Regions from separate parts of the Mus musculus genome. Here region 1 is linked to region 2. A link is a contact called in public HiChIP or PLAC-seq data. All regions are on one chromosome and are shown on one strand. The core of a region is the stretch at or near the end of the contact, and the rest is flanking DNA. Distances in the headings are between cores, read along the strand shown.

The links. HiChIP or PLAC-seq counts read pairs in DNA pulled down with a chosen protein or histone mark.
Region 1: a contact with region 2 is called in an H3K4me3 HiChIP or PLAC-seq map of bone marrow-derived macrophages, with 2.3 times the contacts expected there. The contact joins two enhancer-like sites. A contact is called at or near these places in 1 of 39 promoter capture datasets (embryonic stem cells), 6 of 115 datasets of contacts at active chromatin or transcription factors (T-cell acute lymphoblastic leukemia, bone marrow-derived macrophages, embryonic stem cells and 1 more) and 3 of 9 other capture datasets (adipose tissue, liver and pancreatic islet).

What each region holds. Positions count from the first base shown.
Region 1 is chr4:128,808,147-128,814,231 of GRCm38.p6, forward strand. No RefSeq gene overlaps it. Among named protein-coding and RNA genes, the nearest start is that of Zfp362, 5.1 kb to the left of the region's middle. Within about 2 kb of position 3,450, at least 360 of the 459 cell types and tissues checked have an H3K27ac peak or open chromatin away from gene starts, as enhancers often do. A contact at or near this core is called in bone marrow-derived macrophages and stem cell-derived neural progenitor cells, where this site is marked.
Region 2 is chr4:128,692,895-128,699,502 of GRCm38.p6, forward strand. All of the region lies in intron 1 of Phc2 (polyhomeotic 2), which reads left to right. Among named protein-coding and RNA genes, the nearest start is that of Gm33712, 31 kb to the right of the region's middle. Within about 2 kb of position 5,342, at least 121 of the 459 cell types and tissues checked have an H3K27ac peak or open chromatin away from gene starts, as enhancers often do. A contact at or near this core is called in bone marrow-derived macrophages and stem cell-derived neural progenitor cells, where this site is marked.

The sequences.
Region 1 (6,085 bases), core at 2,200-4,699, 110 kb after region 2:
GTTAAAGAGCCCATCATTGCCTGTAACTCCACCTCCAGGAGATCAGACACTCCCTTCTTGCCAGTCAGGGTCTCATCCAAAAGCCTCCATGGTGCAATGAAGGTGAAGGCCCCCCAGCGAGGTGGGATCCCGAGGCCCCTCCAGTCCAGTGAGGGGTCACCACTGGCCAGTCTCGCCCAACATGCTGGGGGTGGGGGTGGGGGTGGAGCATGAACGCACATGTTAGGACTCAAAAGATGCCTGGGCAGGGCAGAAGCCAGAGAAACTCTGGTGAAGGTGCAACCTCAGTTGCAATTGATGGCCCAGGACTGAAGGGCTCATGTAAAGGATTTGAGACTTGGCACCATGAAGAAAGCCTATGAGAGGGTATTGATGAAGCCTAGCTGCAGCAGAAGACCCCAGTGTATTGGAGATGCCAGTACCGTGGTATGATCACCAAGAACAGCAAAGGCAGTGGAATGGATCAACCTGAGCTTAGAGTGCTACAGAGTGCAGAGCTGGAAAAATGACCCTAGCTCTTTGGTGGAGCCCAGAAGATCATGTGTGGATCCCAGACATTGAAACAAGAAGCTGTGAAGCTGAAGTTGCCTTGGAGAACCCAAGCTATCTGAGATGCCAGAGTCATAGGATATCTGATGAGGAATGCTGCTAACAGAGAGTGTAGCCAGCCCAGGAAAAGAAGTTTGTTGCAGTCAACAAAGATGAAAAAGGAGTTGGAGAGCTGAAGACCATTTTGACCTCAGCCATGGGCGTGCAGAATTTGGAGTTTGCCCAGCTGGTTTCCTGTCTTGCTTTGGGGATTACAGTTAAGTGATTGGATGGATCTCAGAAGAGACTTTGAACTTTGGACTTTTAACATTGTTGAAACTGCTATAGACTATGGGGACTTTGGAAAGTGGACTAAATGTATTTTGCATTATGCAATGTTTAGGTATGGCCCCCATAGACTCATGTGTTTGAACAAGCCTATGGGGCCAGGGAGTGGAATGTGATGGTTTGTACATGCTTGGGTCAGGGAGTGGCACTATTAGGAAGTGTGGCCTTGTTAGAGTAGGTGTGTCACTGTGGGTGTGGGCTTAAGACCCTCATCCTAGCTGCCTGGAAGTCAGTCTTCCACTAGCAGCCTTCAGGTGAAGATGTAGAGCCCTCAGCTCTGCCTGCACCATGTCTGCCTGGATGCTGCCATGCTTCCACCTTGATGATCATGGACTGAGCTTCTAAATCTATACGCCAGCCCCAATTAAATGTCCTTTATAAGACTTGCTTTGGTCATGGTGTCTGTTCACAGCAGTAAAACCCTGCAAATGTGCATAGTCTCTCTCTCTCTCTCTCTCTCTCTCTCTCTCTCTGTCTCTTTCTCTCTCTCTCTCTCACGGTATTTTTCTTTATTTTTATTGTTTTTTATTTGCTGTGCATTGGTGCTTTGTCTGGTTTAGTATTTGTGTGAGTGCATCAGATCCCCTGGAACTGGAGTTACAGACAGTTCTGAGCTGCTATGGAGGTTCTGGGAGTTGATCCTTTGAAAGAACAGTCAGTGCTCTTAACCGCTGAACCATCGCTCCAGTCCCACATGATTTTATTTTAATGGCACATTTCCTCGGTGGTACTCTTTCTCACAAGGAAAAAGATATCAGGCACACTCCACTAGTGCTGAAACAAAATACCTAATTTCTCAGAACTGTCAAGATCATTAAAAAACAAAACAAAACAAAACCCAAAACAGGGAAGTCTGAAAGTCACAGGCTGGCAGAGCCTGAGGAGACAGGATGACTAAGTGTAATGTGATTGCCCTAGGTGAGGTATTGGAGCAGAAAAATAGGTGTTAAAGCAAAACCAAGAATCTCTAATCAAACTATAGAGTCAAATTAGTTATGTCAGTAAAACTATCTGCCAATAATTGTGGAAAACTGTATCACTTAGTCATAATATATTGATAATGAGGGAAGAATGGTGGGAGTATATAAGGGGAACCCTCTACTATATACTCCAAGTTTTGGTAAATATTAAAATAGCCCTTAAAAATAAATTCTAACTGGGTGTTGTGTTGCATATCTCAGGGAAAGAAATAGGAGGATCTCTGTGAATTTGGAGCTAACCTGATCTACAGGCCAACCAGAGCTACACAGTGAGACCCTGAATACATACATACACATACATCCATATTCACACACACACAATATACACACACATAATACATACACACACACACACACACACACACACACACACACACACAGTAAGCCTAAAAAGAAAACACCCTGAGTGTGCTAATTATGGCATTATTGAAAGGTTCAGCTTATCACTGCCCTGAATATCCTATGGTCCCCAAATGTAACTGTGAGGTCATCACTGGCACTCAGAAGAGCCCTAGAAAAGGCTTTAGGGCCAAAGTCTAAGGACACTGAAGGCACTGAGTGCGGAGCTGGGGCCTTTTGAGGGGATTTGTGTGCGCCCGGCTCCTCCCTACCTTGCGGGACTCCTCTCTGACCACCCACAAAGCGGTTTCAGCCAGCATGAGTGGCCATCCCACCCTCGCCATATCCCTTTTCGTATGTGGTTCCCTTCACCCAGGCTCAACTTCCATGGCCAGCTTCAACTCACCCTTCAGATTTTAGCCTAGCCATTTAAAAGCTATGAGGAGAGGTGAAGGCGCTGGACAGAGAGCTCAATGGTTAAGAGGACCCACCATGGGAGGCTCACAACTGCCTGCAACTTACAGACGATGCACATCCTCTCCGATTCCGCAACTTTTACCCTCCCTTAGGAAGCTCTCTGTGGCTGAGGCTGATCCTCTCCCCCTCCCGTGTCTCTAATGTGGACAGTGCAGCTCCTGACTAAATCCTACCTGCTCTGTAGATGTATTTGTTCCATAAATATGTGTTTAAGAAAAAAAAATTATCAGGATCGCACTGTGTAACCTGGCTAACCTGGAACTCTCTATGTAGATCAGACTGCTCTCAAACTTGCAGAAACCTGCCTGCCTCTGTCTCCTGAGTCCTGGGATTAAACGCACATACCCTCATGCCAGGCTAGGGTAATTTAATTGAGGAAGGAACCATGACTTATATTTTTAATAATTCAGCACACATTCCCCAAGTGCCAACTCAGGGGCCTCATTCAGGGCCCGAGGTTCTGGAGAGGCAGCAGAGGACAAACCCTGGTCCCCAGTCAGACGGAGCACAGTACTACCCAAACTGTACTATGGGAATTAAGAGCTCCAAACCTCAGGTATAGAACACAGAAGGAGAATGCTGCCGGCTTGTACCACCTGCCCACATGGGTCCCCTGCTCTAGTCATCGAGGACCTTAGACTGGCTAGTCACAGACATCTTTGAACAGTACCTACTGGAACTTAAGATTGTCTGAATGGCCAGAGCATGGGTTTTCTACTGCTCTTGCCTGGAAGTGACTCATATCATTCCTCACCATCCATTGGCCAAGACTAGTCACATGGCCTGTCCAACCGCAATAGAAGCTGGGAGATGGAGTTCCCGGTGAGGAAGCGCGGTGGCTATTCGTGATGTGAGTGAACTCTCCAAAAGTCTGCTCTCAGAGACAGGGCTCAGCAAAGAATTCCTTTACTGATTATTTATTTAGGGCTCATGAGCACTACAGAGGAGAGATCTGAAGTGCCGGGAGACAGAAGAGATCGTGGTGAACTCTCCAGAGGAAAAGGGATTTAAGCTGAAACCAGGAAGAGGGCGATTCTAGGAGAGAGACTGGCATGTAGAGGCCCAGAGCAAAGAAGAGCTTGCCACACGGAAGGGATAACAGACCTGCAACCAAACGAGGCAACCGTGACATGATTCAGAGGGATGGATGCTTCGTGTGGGCCCAGGGAGGAGAGGATTTAGGGTTTCGGTTTTATAGAAATAAGGCAACGTAGCAGTTCTATTATGGCCTTCTGTCTTCTGAGTATGGCATGGTGTTGCTGGCTTGAAACCACAGAAGCTGTGATCACACACATGCGACCCAAAGACTTTTCAAATAGAAGTGGGTAGGGAAGTTCACTGGAGCCTCAGCTGAGATTGAGACCCACCTGCTCCTGACCCCTCCAAGAGGCATGTAATCCTGCCTTAGCTGCATTTGGCCTTGGGAGGTGCTGTTTAGAGTTGCTAAAGGGTGGTGGTTAATTGGGATGGGCAGTCCAATAAAGCCCCCCCTTTTTAATTTATTTATTAAGAGCATCACCCATGGTGGAGAAGGGCTTTTCAGTGATGTGACTGTTTGGGGCTCACCTATGAGCCCTTCACCCACATTCCTGTAAGTTAGCCCCATCAGTTCTTTGTTTGCCAGACTCGAGTCACTTCAGTAGGATGGATTCTTTGGCCGGTTATTGGTGCCCGATCTGGATGAATGGAGGTTTCGTCGTTCACCTCTCCCTAGGAAAGATCACAGGCATGACTTCTGGTCCAAGTTCTATCAGAAGTGGTCATATAGTCACGGGAACAAACAGACCGGAATGGGACAAAGCGGGGAAGTAGGGGTACCAAATGGGGAGACTTTCAAAGTCTTCTTCACAAAGGATGAATCCAGCTTGGACCACGTGGTATTGGCGGAAGTGGAGACACTCTAATTCAGTGCAGGACAGGCGTGGGGGAAGCAAGAGGCTTCCCTGGTAGCCCACATTCTCGAGGGAGCCTGAGTAGTTAGTTCACTATTTAAAAAAAAATGTCTCGTGTGGGGTGTGTGTGGGAGTGGGTATGGGTGCCGCAGCACACGTGGAGGTCAGAGGTTAATCTCAGATGTAGGTCCTCACCTTCTACCTCTCTATGCCAGACTTGCCATCCTGCATGCTTACAGGAACTCTCCTGCCTCCCACCTCCTGTCTTATAGAAACATTGGATTACAGACGCTGTCTGTGTAGCTTTCTGTGGGCTCTAAGGATTTCACTTCAAGTCCTTCCACTTGCATGGTACATTAGTTGGAGTTCTCTAGAGGAACAGAACCTACAGGGTAAATATTGGGAGAGAATTTATTAGATTGGCTCACATAATATAGTTAGGTAGTCCAACAATATAGCTGTCTCGCACTGGAAAGGCAGACAGCTCAGTAGTTGCTCGGACTACAGGACTGGCTGCTTCAACAGTTCCAGTCTGGCACCGGCAGCCTAGAAGATTCCTGGAGAGCTGCTGGTCCTCCGTTCACCTTTGGAAGCCTGAAGAAGCCTGTTCTCATATCAGCGAAGGAACCAACTTCGGCAGAGACAGTTAGATGAAACTACCACCCACATTTGGAGCAGCTCTTTCCTCATCGATTATGACAATCAAGAGAACCCCACAGACATGCCCATGGGCCATCTCAATGTGGCCCACCACTCCCTGAGAACCTCTTCCCAGGGATTCTAGCTTGTGTTGAGTTGGCAATTAAAGATACCCATCACACGTGGCAAGCACTTTCCCCACTGAGCCATCACCCACCCCTCCACCCCCTCAGATCATTATTAAGCAGACATATCTTCAGAGTTTGGGATAATCCACAGTTGTATGTGAACTGAAGAAGAAAAGCTCTGCGCTGATTTACATGGCGAATTTGGGCCCCCAATCTAACGTTGGCCCTTACTGATCTCTGTCCTTAACTACCACCATTCCCACCTTGGCGTCTGTCTCCAGCCACTCATTATTTCATTTTCCCGCAAGGCTTTGCACACACAGTCCTCCTCTGCTCAGAATAGATGCTCCACCTAACCACACCCACAGTCTGTTCACCTAGGGAAACCCTTCTTCACCCTGTTGTCAGGGCCCGTAGCTTAATTCTAAGGACAGCCTTATACAACCTTGAGGTTGCTCTCGTAGCTTCATGAGACTCTCTTCTTTTTACACAACGATTCCAGCTATGATTCTGTCTTCAGATTCCTAATAGTTGACTCTGATATCAGATTGCAAACTCAATACTTCTGTGCTCGTTCATTTCATAAGAATGTAATGGGTATCAAAATTTTGAAGGTGAAAGGTGCTCTGAATGGATGAGCTGAAATCTGTAATCCAATATTTACTTGATGGGTGCAATGACTGGGGAGAGGGGAGACCCTGACGAGAGAGGTAGCTCACTGCCCTGTATGAGACAGGAGATCTCTTGCTCTGCT
Region 2 (6,608 bases), core at 4,092-6,591:
GTTTAGCTCACCTTTTCTTTGGATTTTCCGGGTAACTCTTCGTCAGTGTTATTAGCATCATTTTACAGATAAGGAAAGAGCCCATAGAGAGGGGTTGGGTGACCTGTCCACAGCATCCCCACTGGGACAGTAGCAAGAATCCAACAGCCTTCTCAGACTAAGCTCCTCCTCTTTTCTTACATGGCATACTGACTCTCTGACTCCATGCCCAGAGTGTGTGGAGATTCAGGAAAGAAAGGCCGCCTCTGTCCCTTCCCTCCAAAGCACTGCTGGGCAGCTTTTATTTTATTATTATTTTGCTTTTGAATTCAGTTACAGCAAGGGTCATGTGGACGGCTCTGTGACCAGCTTTCTATGTATTGTGTGAGAATACTTAGGAACAGAGAGAGCCAGCAAATATTACACGCTCCCTACTCTTTCTCCAAGTGTAGTTTGGGGGTGGGGGAGAGCAGGCAGCACCTGGGAGAGCTGGCACTGACTGGCCTGGCCTGGCCTGACCTTGCTGGGATGATTCTCCTGAGACTGCTGTTATTAGACAGAAGGCTGTAGGAGCCCAGTTCATAAGCACCAGCTGGCCCATGCTGTAGCAAGCACAGGAGAGCCTGCATCTGGTATGTGAACTAAGTTCAAATACAACACGAGCTTTTCCTGACTCTGTGGCCTCGGGGAAGTCCTCCTCTGTTTTCTTGTGAGAACGGTGATAGAGTGACCCCTCTGCCTGGCAGGAGGACCAAATGAGATCACGCATAGTACAGCTCCTGTCTCTAAGCAAGTGGCTAGAGCTGTTTCCTTCACTATGCCAGTCCCAGAATGGTGGCCTCCTACCCAGGAGCAATCCCTCACATCTGCATGCGTGGCTTTAGAGGTGCCCATTTATCCCTGCAGTGTGTCTGTCCAGAGGATCTGTTCCCAGCCCTGACCCTGCCATCTCCTCCTAGTGTTGGAAAGGGCTAAGCTTTACAGTCTTACAGGATCTGAGGTAGAACCCCCGTGGCCATAGGACAGCAGGGTACCCCAACATAGTCCCTGGTGTTTGCCTTTCTAGAGTCAGCAAACTTGTCAGCTCCCCCCCCCCCCAAGAACTACAAAATGTCAGGTGACCCTGTAGGCCACTTGAGACTGAGCCGTGGTCCAGGGATAGGTATGACAGGAAGAGAAAGGAGGGCTTCTCAAAAATGTCCACACTAACGTGCGAGCCCTGGAACGGTTGTTCTGCAAGCCTGGCAATGGGGTGCTTCTCGATCCCTGTCCCACTTAGGCTTGTGGGAACACAGCAGGGGCAGGCTAGCCTGTCTGGGCTAACCTGCTCCAAGCCAGACCAAAGCCAAGTTGGAATGCAGATCATGCAGGTTCTAGAAATACTAGGAGTGTGTGTGTGTGTGTGTGTGTGTGTGTGTTCATATATGTACATATGTGTATATGTGTGTGCATACACATGTTTGTATACTTTATAGGGAGATTCAATACAGAGAGAATCTTACAGTGATCTTTTATAGCATTAGCTACTAAGATGTCTATGTGCCAAAAATGTACAACTCTACTAGGCTACTTAAAAAGAAAGAATTAACTGGGGCTGGAAAGATGACTCAGCAATTGAGAGCACTGACTGCTCTTCCAGAGGAAGATTCCCAGCATTCATGTGGTGGCTCACAACAGTTCAGTTCTAGGGGATCTTATGCCTTCTTCTGGCCTCTGGGGACCAGGCATGCAAGTTGTGCAGAGACATATGTAGACAAAACACCCATACTCATTTTTTTAAATTGACTCTAGCCAGACATGGTGGTGCACAGATTTGTAATTGTAGCCACTCCAGAGACTGGGGAGGGTGGTTGTAAGCTCAAGTCCTGCTGGAGCTACAGAGTGAGCATAAGGCCAGCCTGGAGAGACTGTCTCAAAAAGCAAAGGTAGAACTGAGAACAGAGCTCAGTGGTCTTGCATCATCCTGGTCTGTGCAAGGCTCGGGACTCAGTGCACAGGCCAGGCTGCTCTCCAAACCTTATACTCTTGGGGTGCAGTGGTGTATGCCTTTGAGCAGAGGCAGATGGCACTCTCTGTCTCTCTCTGTCTCTCTCTGTCTCTCTGTCTCTGTGTGTGTGTGTGTCTCTCTCTCTCTCTGAGTTTAAGACCAGCTTGATCTAGAGACCAAGTCCCAGGTCAACTGTGCTACATAATGAGACCTTGTCTCAAAGCATATATGTACTCATTCAAGCAAATGTGGTGTCTTGCTGCTACCCTATCTGTTTTGCAAAACCGGACAATGAGTGAGAAAGAGCTCGACTTGGCACGAGCGCATGTATGTGCACTCCGCCCTTTTCACACTCACTCCCTGATCTCAACCCTCCCCCTTTCTGAACTCATACTGTACTGAATTCTTGTCAATTTTGTTTAAAAATGTTTCCTTAGGCCTACGCGTCCTGGTTCATCTTGGCAGAGTCTGTGTGAGGTAGGAGGTAGGACATTATCATCTCTGCTGGTGCTGATGCTTCAAGCCCAGCTAATTAATGGTGCAGCCTGGGCTGGAGGCCAGGCTGCCTGAGCAGGATCTCCCGTGTGTGCCTTGCACAGTAACTGGGTCTTTACAGCCATCACATCAACACCTCTTTCCTGTCTGTCTCCTTACTCCTTCCCCAAGTCAAACTTTATATGTAATGGCCTTGTTCATTGAGCCTGAATCAGGACCACCAACTTGAGTAAATGTGTCCATGCTGTCTCAAGGTTTCAAAGGCGTCACGATCACAGAATAGTGTCACGGGTGCTTTGGTGTCTCTGAGAGCTCTCTTGAGGAGTGAGATGTATCAGCAGGACTTCAGGTCTATTCTTCACACAGCCAACGCCACTGTTGCTAGCCATTCACAGTGTCCAGTGTAAATGAAAATACCAGTCACCACCTGCTGGGAAAGTCAGCTGGCCTCTTGGCAGATCAAAGATAGGGAGGGCTAAGGAGATGGCCTAACAGGTAAGAGCACTTGCCACCAAGCCTGGTGACCTGAGTTCAGTGACCAAAACCCACATAATAAAAGGAGAAAACCAACTCCAACAAGTTGTCCTCTGACTCTACAGTGTGCATGTGAGTGCACACATGCACACACACACACATACACACACACACACACGTGCACACGCACACTGAGTAAATGTGACAAAGGATGGATGAAGACAAATGTGACAAAGGCTGGGCTCTAGGAAGAACAGACATGTTCCTGGCTGGCACAGGAAAAGCCGATTCTGCTAGGGAGGTGGGACATAGGGAGTGGCCTCAGTGAAGGGTAATGGGAGACAGAACGCTGGACCATGCAGCATGGGACAGATGGGGCAGATGCCTTGGGAATGTCTCTGAGAGCAGCCAGCTCTGTGCCCCTTTGCATAGCTGCTCTTCCATTTCTATCAGGGGAGACACTCCATTTGTTAAGTCTCTTCTCTCAGTCCCCTAACTTAGCACTTTTGAGGCACTTCATGTGGACCATCTCAGGCACATGGCCATTCCTCTTTCATCTCTTAGAGGTCTGAGAGTGGCCTTCTGACAGCGGCTTTCAGCCTTCGGTGCATCAGAAACCCTGCATGGCTGGTCATGACACAGTTGCTGAGCCCCAGTCTTGGAATCTCTGCTTCTCTGGGTCTGAAGTGGGGCCTGAGAGCTGACAGTCTTGGGAACCCTCCTGAGGCCACATGTTGGGACCCCCTGATGTGACCCACAGGGCCCTTACATTGGCGAGACTGAGTTATGTCTCTGCAATTTTCCTACAAGCTTCATCTGACCTCGTTTGGCTCATGAGAGTTAGATGTAGGCAGTACACTTTAATACTTTCTAGGGCTGCCGTGACCAACAAGGTTGTCTGAAACTGAAGAGAACTTTGTTCCTCTGAGTCCTTCTGGCCTCTCTGGTTTGCTGCTTGGCTTACAGCAATGTTCACCAGTCCTTGCCTCTTTTCACTCCTCACATCCACTAAAGACCTCAGGGAGACTGGCCCACCTCAGAACCATGAGACTGAAGCTTCCTGAGCCAAGACAAACCCCGCCCTCACACCTTACTCCCCAGCCCAGCCCAGAAGGGGTAAGATCAAATCTTTCTCTTTCTTCTGCGAATGCTTGTCAACAAATCAGCACCAGGTTGGAGCATAAACGCTCGGTAGAATCTGCCTTTTCTATGGTACCAAGAAATATCAGGCCTCAGCAGGAAAAGGCTGCTGATGTGAGCGCACGCTCTTGTGTTTTGCTATGAGGTCATTGTCTGGCTTGCTAGAGCAGTGGTCTGCTCTAGCTATGCCTCTGACACTTCTGTCTTGTTGCCTTTCCTTAATATACTTGGTTTACTTTCTTTGATTACCTACATACACCCCCGCCATGTGTGTATGTGTTCCTGTGTGTGTGTGTGGGGGGGGGGGGGGGTATGAGTGCATGTGTATAGGCGCATGCATGTGCATGGAGTCCAGAGGTCACTGTCAGGTGTCTTCCTCTATTGCTTATCCACTTGATTTTTTTAAGACAGGGCTTCATACTGAGCTGGGAGCTTGCTGAGTTGACTAGACTAGCTGGCCAGCAAGCCCGGGCGGGGATCCTGCCCTCTCTGCACCCTGCCACCCAGTGCTGGGGTTCCAGGTGCATGGTGAGCCGTCCAGCTTTTTAGGTCCTTAGGGATCAAGTTCAGGCCCTTGAGCTTGCTGGGCACGCATTCCATCCGCTGAGCCATCTCCCTGTTCTCTTTACCTTGATCTAGGTTTGTAAGAGACACGGCAGGCACAGAGGGAGGTCAGGAGGGAGGTTTGAGCTGCCCAGTGCCTCCGTACCTTCACAGTGCTGCCGGAGCTCTGCGAAGGATGGGGGTGTAGGGATTCACCCTGCAACCTGGAGGTGGAAGGGGGTCTCCCCTAGCTCCCTCAGTCTAGAGAACTGAATTTTCAATCATTGTCTCCCCCCTCGAAGAGAGAGGCACCCAGGAGGAACCCTTCATGCTGCCTTTTCAGACTCTACACAGAGGCCAATATGCTGGTACCAGGAGCAGCCATTGTGGGGGGGGGGGGCCCTAGACCTCTCTCTTCCTGTCAAGCCCTGATCCCATTAGAAAGCCTCATCCCGCTGGACCTGCGGTCTCTGGTGAGGGTTTAAGAGCTGTTTTCACTATCTTCCCCCTCTGCCTCCCTGGAACACCATCACAGCCATAATCCACAGCAAATGGATTTCCCTGACCCTGGGGACAAAGGCCTAGTGTTTCCTAGACTTGGCGGCTCCTGAAAGGACAGAACCATCAGCATTTCTCCAGCTGCCGGGTCTCAAGCCCTGTAGGCCTCAGAGACCTGTAATAAGATCGCTATCCAAGCCAGTTCCAGTCAGCACATCGCTCAAAGTGGTCCCTTGTGGTTGGGAGGGAGGCCTGACTGAAACAGGAACGGCAGCTTTGGAGCTCAGCCTCACACAGAACCACACAGTGAGTTGGAACCAGAGAAAAACATATTTCTAGTTCTGGCTGTCAGCCATTAGTGAGACTTGGCTGTGGTTCACAGTGGGAGTCCACAGGGGTGGGTGGCCTTGGGACGGAATAAGGCAGTCATTAGAAGGAAGAGAAAGGGGAATGAGACTAGGAAGAGGAAATTGAGGAGGAGTGGATAAATGTTTAAAGCATGGGCGCTGTGAAATGTACAGATTCATATTTCTCATGTGGCAGGCAGGCCCTAACGAGAGTCCACAGACAGGCACGTTAGTAGCCCTAGCTAAAACTCCAGGAGGCCTCCTTTGCTTCCCACCCACCCCAAGCTTTGAGGCAGAAGGAACGTGTGAGGAGGGAGAGATGGAAGCTTTGCCACACAAACTGTAGAAGCAGAAGTTGAATGCTGCCGGAGTGTTCCACGCTCTTTGCATGAGGAGACCAACTCACTTCTGGTTTCCCCTCAGGATGAGTCCCAGCCCTCTGGCTGGGTAAGTCCAGTTAGCCCTGGCTGCTGGGCATCCCTCCCATGGTCCTAGAAGAGTCAAAGCCATGTTACCTTGAATAAATCATTCTTTTCCTCAGAAACTAGGCCTTGGTTTTTGTCTAGGAAAAACAAGGGAGTTTGTGGTAATGTCTGATTTCTGGAACTGTTTGATGGGTACATATGTGTAATATCGTGTATGTATAAATGATGTAGAAGGATGGTTTTGTACAAATATTTGATAAACAGTAATTAGAGGATTCAGCCGAGTAATCTCCATTACTTTGCTCTGGTATGTTCTGACAGGGACTGGGCCCAGTGTCACTGCAACAGTGGGCCAGGTCAACACACCTGGCTTTGGACTGCCAGTTTTGTGATGCCCTTAGATAAATTAGATAGCTCCTCCCCATCTGTCTCTGTCTATATCTATATTTTGAAACAATCTTACTACTCTATAGTCCAAGCTAACTCAAACTCATCATTTAACACTTTACTCACAGTAATCCTTCTGCCTCAGAACACTTGGCTTAGATAATTTCTTATTGACAAAATGGGACATTAATAACTACTCTCACAGTAGTCATGAGTATACCCAAAGCATCTACTGTCGAGTAAACAGGCAGTGGTACTGAGCCATCTCTACGGGTAGACTAGAGACCACAGGTAAAAGCTATGATGAAACCATGAGTAGTTTATGTTCTAAAA